2 separate regions of the Arabidopsis thaliana genome follow, and region 1 is linked to region 2. A link is a contact called in public capture Hi-C data. All regions are on one chromosome and are shown on one strand. Each heading gives the region's core, a stretch centred on a gene start, on an enhancer-like site or on the middle of the called end of the contact. The rest is flanking DNA. Distances are from core to core; before and after follow the strand shown. Region 1 holds the start of AT2G08115 (a long non-coding RNA gene). Region 2 holds the start of AT2G23910 (NAD(P)-binding Rossmann-fold superfamily protein).

Region 1 (2,700 bases), core at 138-2,637, 510 kb before region 2:
TATTTTTGCAATATATAAGCTGGTCCACTATTCTCAATTGGTTCCCAAATTCCTCTTTGGACCCTCCAACTCTTTATATAGTTTTGAAAACGACATTATGAAATCTAGAGGGAGATTATTTGGTTACATGAGGGGAAAATTCTCAATTGAATTCAAAATCATGGATCTTGGCATAAAGAACAAAAGTGTCGGCTCCATCATTCTTCAAACTTGATTTCAATCATGAGAGGATTAATTTTCGTATTTCTCTCCGCCCTCGCAAGTAGATTTGGTGTATATATATGTTTTACTTAGCAACATGTTAACTATATGCCACATATATTTGTAACAAAAATGGCATTTCTTAGTTATCGTAACGGAACCTAAGAAGTAAGATCTCTTCGATCAGGTAAACCTTAGTCATTTCTTTCTTATATAGTTTCATATATGATGTAATGTGGCAACTTAAAAGTGTTATTTAAATCTCCTATTTGGTATTGGCATATACCCTTATTATATTCTATTGATAAATGATGTGAACCAAGTGTAAAAACGGTCACATGTAAGTATGTAACATATCTCGTTATATATTTTTTTTAATTTCTTATAGGCCAGTAAAATAATATGTCATTGATGAAAGAATAGAAGAGGATACATCTCAGGTCGGTGCCGATCAGCCAACAATCTGGTTGTTGCATTAAATTATACGTAACGCTATTATGGCCATGGACGGACTTACATATAAAGGTATGTGAAGGAGGCCCCAGTAAAAGGTTTTTAGTCTTTTGTTATAAGAACTGAAAATTTTCAACATAGGAAAACTGAACTGTAAAGAAATTCTTCAACACCAATCGTTGCCACACCTCACCACTTTCAAGTTCATTGATCGTGAGATGCGCAACACAATCTCTCCAAAGGACAAAGGAAACACTTTGGAAACTTAATGCTTCTTTCGATTAGCTGATCTCATGTTAGTGTCTTCTTCACACTTGTTGCCTCGTGTTTTATGTGTTTTAGAATATTAAAAAGATTTCTATACTAGGATGTGTAAACATTTTAGAAAAGTACATGCTTTTAAATCATTTTAGACAACCTTTACTGAAACTAAACCTTTACAAAATCGTGCATTACTAAACCAAAATTTTGTATTCCATAGTTCAATTGAATACATGCCAACCCATGTTACAAATATGACACTATAGAAATTATTAAACTTTAATAATTGAAGTTTGAGATAATAATTCATGAAATAAATGGTTATGATCTGCAATTCTGCATCATACCTTGACAGAAAACTCAAGGAAAACAAAAACAAAAACAAAAAGATTGGAACAAGATATTATTAAAATATATTATTTGAAGGTTTAGTATCTTCTTTAATCTTCATTTTGCTCAACATTGTTGGAGGTGGATGGAGCATCGTTCCTCATTATTGGCTCTTCCAAGTCGGCCGTTATGTCATCGAAAGTGAAACCACGCTGATGTCGGGAAACAAAAAAGCTAACCATAGTCACTTTAACATTTCAAAAACACTTGAGATGTGATTAATAATAAAGCAGTTTATGAGCTAATTAATAAACATTAAAATTCAGGTTTTGTGGTATTGGCTCGGAAACATTCCCTTAATTTTACTAGAAGAAATCCAATATAATATGAGGTTAAGCCGTGATATTGTAGACCAAATAAATAACAACATTAGAGATTTTTGTACAAAAATTAATGTGAAGAAAATTTGTGAATGAAAGAGATTACCGTTAGCTCATAGCGTGTCATCTTTACCACTTGTTCAGGTTTTAATTCACCATCGAGAAGTCGTCTAGCTAACAGTCGTGACGTCTGCAAACATACAATAAGAGATCACAATTAAACACTAATTGCAACAAACTGAGAACACATCAACCAATTTCTATTATTCTCCAATAATAAACAAGATTATTAGCGTAGATCTTCATGTAATCGATGTGAATTAAGGTAATTATAGTAAAATATATTATCATATATCTCAGAGATGATATACTAAATTCCTATAAATTACATAATGAAATTACTTTTCAAGTAACACCAAATTACATAATGAATTTTTTCCGAAGGGATGATGTACAAATTGAACTCCTATAAGTATTTTTTTATATGTGAAGTAAAAACATTAAACATCAATTTCAATACGAATAAAACTTCATATTTTAAAATGAAATATTTTTCAAAGTTTAGGGTTTCAGGAGAACATGCATTAACAAAAAAATAAATAGAAATCAAGAACATGCAAAACAAAAATAAAAATATAGGATGGATGAGTGAAAGGAATTAAACTAACCTTGAGTTCATCAACCAGAATCTCCAACTTGTGATGATACTTTGACATATCTTCTGCCATAGAATCATAAAAGACATGCTCAAGAGCTCGAACCACCGGAACAACATCATCTGGCCAGTAAGAATCATCATCACGAGCCCCTTTCTTCTTACTTGTACGACACTCGTGCTTAACTGCTTCCAGGAGCTCCCCCAATCGCTTGTCACGATCCGAATCACCGGTTAACAAATCAAAATCCTCCAAGATCGACTTATAAACCGTACTGGTTTTAGGACTCTTTCTCTGAACAGTTCTTTTACCCTTTGAAGTCTTAGTCACTTGGTCTTTCTCAATGTCAGGAAGATCACCAAGGCGTAAACTCGTCTTTGCCACAAGACGATCAATCTCATTCTTTTGGTGCACGTCAA
Region 2 (2,700 bases), core at 28-2,527:
ATTGAATCTTGACCAAAATGAGTCTAAGATAAACACATGACATTATGACAAATGTCAAATACATTACATGAAGACCCAATTTTTGATTTACTTTTCCAACAAAGATTCACTACCCCCAAAGTTTTAGAAGTTCAACAAATAATATGGTATCTTGTAATTTCAAAATAACAATAATTTAAATAATACATTTCAGATTGATTGATGAAAAGGTACATGAAATAATTGTTCATTCTATGTCAAAACTATCATATATGAATATGAATAAACTGTGGGTCCAACATGTTTATAAATGTCTTGAACTTTTCAAGAAAATGAATGAACCAAAAAGAGTTGAACTAAAATACCTTTTTTTTGAGACAGAAGTCAAGATCACTCCAACACTTCTCATCAACATCTTTCTGAGTTCCAATGTTATCTCTCCAAATTGCAGCAGTTAACGAAGATGAGAACACAATCTTCTCTATACTCTCTGTTCTTGCACATGCTTCCACCACATTAATAGCTCCTCTCACCTCCAAATCCACTTCCTTCTCCTCCTAATTTCACATCATTTCATAAACAAAATCTCAATTTCCCCAAACCACACAAAAAAAAAGAGAGATTACAGAGAAGTGGTGAGTGAGAAACACTAAAATACTCACATCGTACCCTTCAGGATTATCCAAACAACAGAAGACAGCATTACAATTGTTGAGAGAAATGAGGATACTTTGGTAATCTAACACATCCACATCATAAACCTCTAATCTCTCTTCGTTAGCTTCCATGTCTCTGATTTTCTCTTCAAGCACACTCTCCCCTATTACCAAAAATCCTCATTAGAGAGAAAAAAAAAAAACCCTTGCAACAAGATTCCATCTAAATTTGATTGTACCCATAAGTGAACTTGAACCCATTGCCTCAAAAATTGATTGGAACCAATTAAAGGTTGGAAACTTTATAGCACCATTAGTGAATTTGGCCAGATAAACAAATCATTTGTCTCAAAATCCTTGAAATCAATTGAAAAAAGAGTTTGATAGATTTTTTTACCGTTTTTACGGATAGCTGCGTGAACAGAGTAACCTCTAGTGAGCAATCTCTTGAGAATCCAGAAACCAACATAAGTGGAAGCATCAAGAACACAACAACAAGAAATGGTCTTTTCTTGATTCATCAGTTTTGTTGATTAGAAATATCTGGAAAAAGTGTATGGAGAGAAAAGAAGATATTTAGTTGGGTCTTACTATGTAGAGGAGAGACGTGAGGAGAAGGAAGTAGTAATAAATAGGAGAAAGGTGGGTGAACTATTTCATTGTTGCACGCTCCCAACCTACTCATCTTCTTGTTTTACTATATGGCTTTGTGTTGTTGGTTAATCCATTGACCGGTGGAAAAAAAAACAGAATAATAAATAATTGATTGAAAAACGTAATTCTTTTTTTTTAATGTTTTGTAGTATTAGTTATTTTTAAACTATTATTATTTTAATATTTCTAAAGTTTATATTTAAATAAATTAGTAATTTGGATTCAAATACTATAGTGAAAAAAGAGAAGGTTAATATGAGAAGTTGACAACAAAGTAGCTAGAAGTTAGTAGGTAGCGATTGTGGTGTGAAGATGATTTACGATGACATTGTGAGTTAGCTTTATCTTACGTTCTGAATTCTGACAAGTGTTCTTAAAAGAAAGATAGGTAGAATTATCAAAATGAATATATATGTTGTGCCAACCAAACATAATTAGATAAAACGAGTAGAACAAAGGGAATATAAAAATGAAAAATATTATTGCAAATATTATCATTTTTAGTTGCAGATTTTAAACTAATCAACGACTTTAATCATTTTATTAGTTTATAATTCTTTTTGTTATGTGTTGACTTGTATTTTAATTATTTTTTATAGTAACTAGTGACATAAAAAATATGTGATACGGACAAATTTTGTACTATTAGTCTATTCTGCATATCAATTAGTTGCGATGTCGCCCGTGGGATATCTTTAGGTCACAAGAATATATACCGAGGATCCGTCTTCTAAGACAACTTAGCACATCGCATAAATCGAGCCATCAAGCACAAAAACATTGGTTAATGTGATAAACCATGCAATGCGCTATTTAACATATTTGTAAAAAAAACATCAATTACAGTATAACACTAACCAAACATATATGTTTTGATAAGGACTTAATTACATTTTAAACTATACATAAAATTTGATATGTGACATAAAAATTCCATGTAGATATAACACACATCCTTTTGTTATCCATTAATGTTTAGGGTCTAGCGATGCTTAGATCACATTTTCATCTCTCGCATAAGAATTCAATCCTAGACAAAACTAGGAAAGCTTAATCTCTAATTCGATACATATGCTTATAATCGTCGTTTCAAACTTTAATTTAATTCCACGAAACTGATTGTATAATTTCGTATGCGTATTCTAAAACCATTGCATGTACCCATCAGCTTTATAAAATAACAGCTGGGACATTTTCTTCTAAGGGAATTAATATACATTGCAAAAAGACAATGTATATATATTTATGAGGAAATTAGTATTATCTCCGTTCACAATCTCTAAGCAGAGCATTTGTTCAGGACAACAGATTCAATAGGAATCTTATCAACCGGAAAAGCACAGTCCACCGGTGCTCCTTTCTCCGGCAACAAACTACACGGTTTAGGTGTAACCTTGCTCGAAACTCCAGA

The links. Capture Hi-C pulls out chosen DNA fragments and counts their contacts.
Region 1: a capture Hi-C map of seedling shows a contact between it and region 2, with 2.9 times the contacts expected there. The contact joins the promoter of AT2G08115 here to the promoter of AT2G23910 in region 2. A contact is called at or near these places in 1 of 26 Hi-C or Micro-C datasets (callus) and 1 of 3 other capture datasets (seedling).

What each region holds. Positions count from the first base shown.
Region 1 is chr2:10,691,079-10,693,778 of TAIR10.1, reverse strand. AT2G08115 (a long non-coding RNA gene) reads left to right here and starts at 1,387. Exons shown (of 1, transcript NR_140283.1): 1 at 1,387-1,591. It overlaps AT2G25120 (Bromo-adjacent homology (BAH) domain-containing protein), which reads right to left. Exons shown (of 3, transcript NM_128069.1): 3 at 2,210-2,700. The coding sequence ends at 2,210.
Region 2 is chr2:10,176,358-10,179,057 of TAIR10.1, reverse strand. It overlaps AT2G23910 (NAD(P)-binding Rossmann-fold superfamily protein), which reads right to left and starts at 1,277. Exons shown (of 6, transcript NM_127952.3): 1 at 1,033-1,277; 2 at 642-799; 3 at 345-536. The coding sequence starts at 1,156. AT2G23900 (Pectin lyase-like superfamily protein) reads right to left here. Exons shown (of 5, transcript NM_127951.5): 5 at 2,200-2,700. The coding sequence ends at 2,569.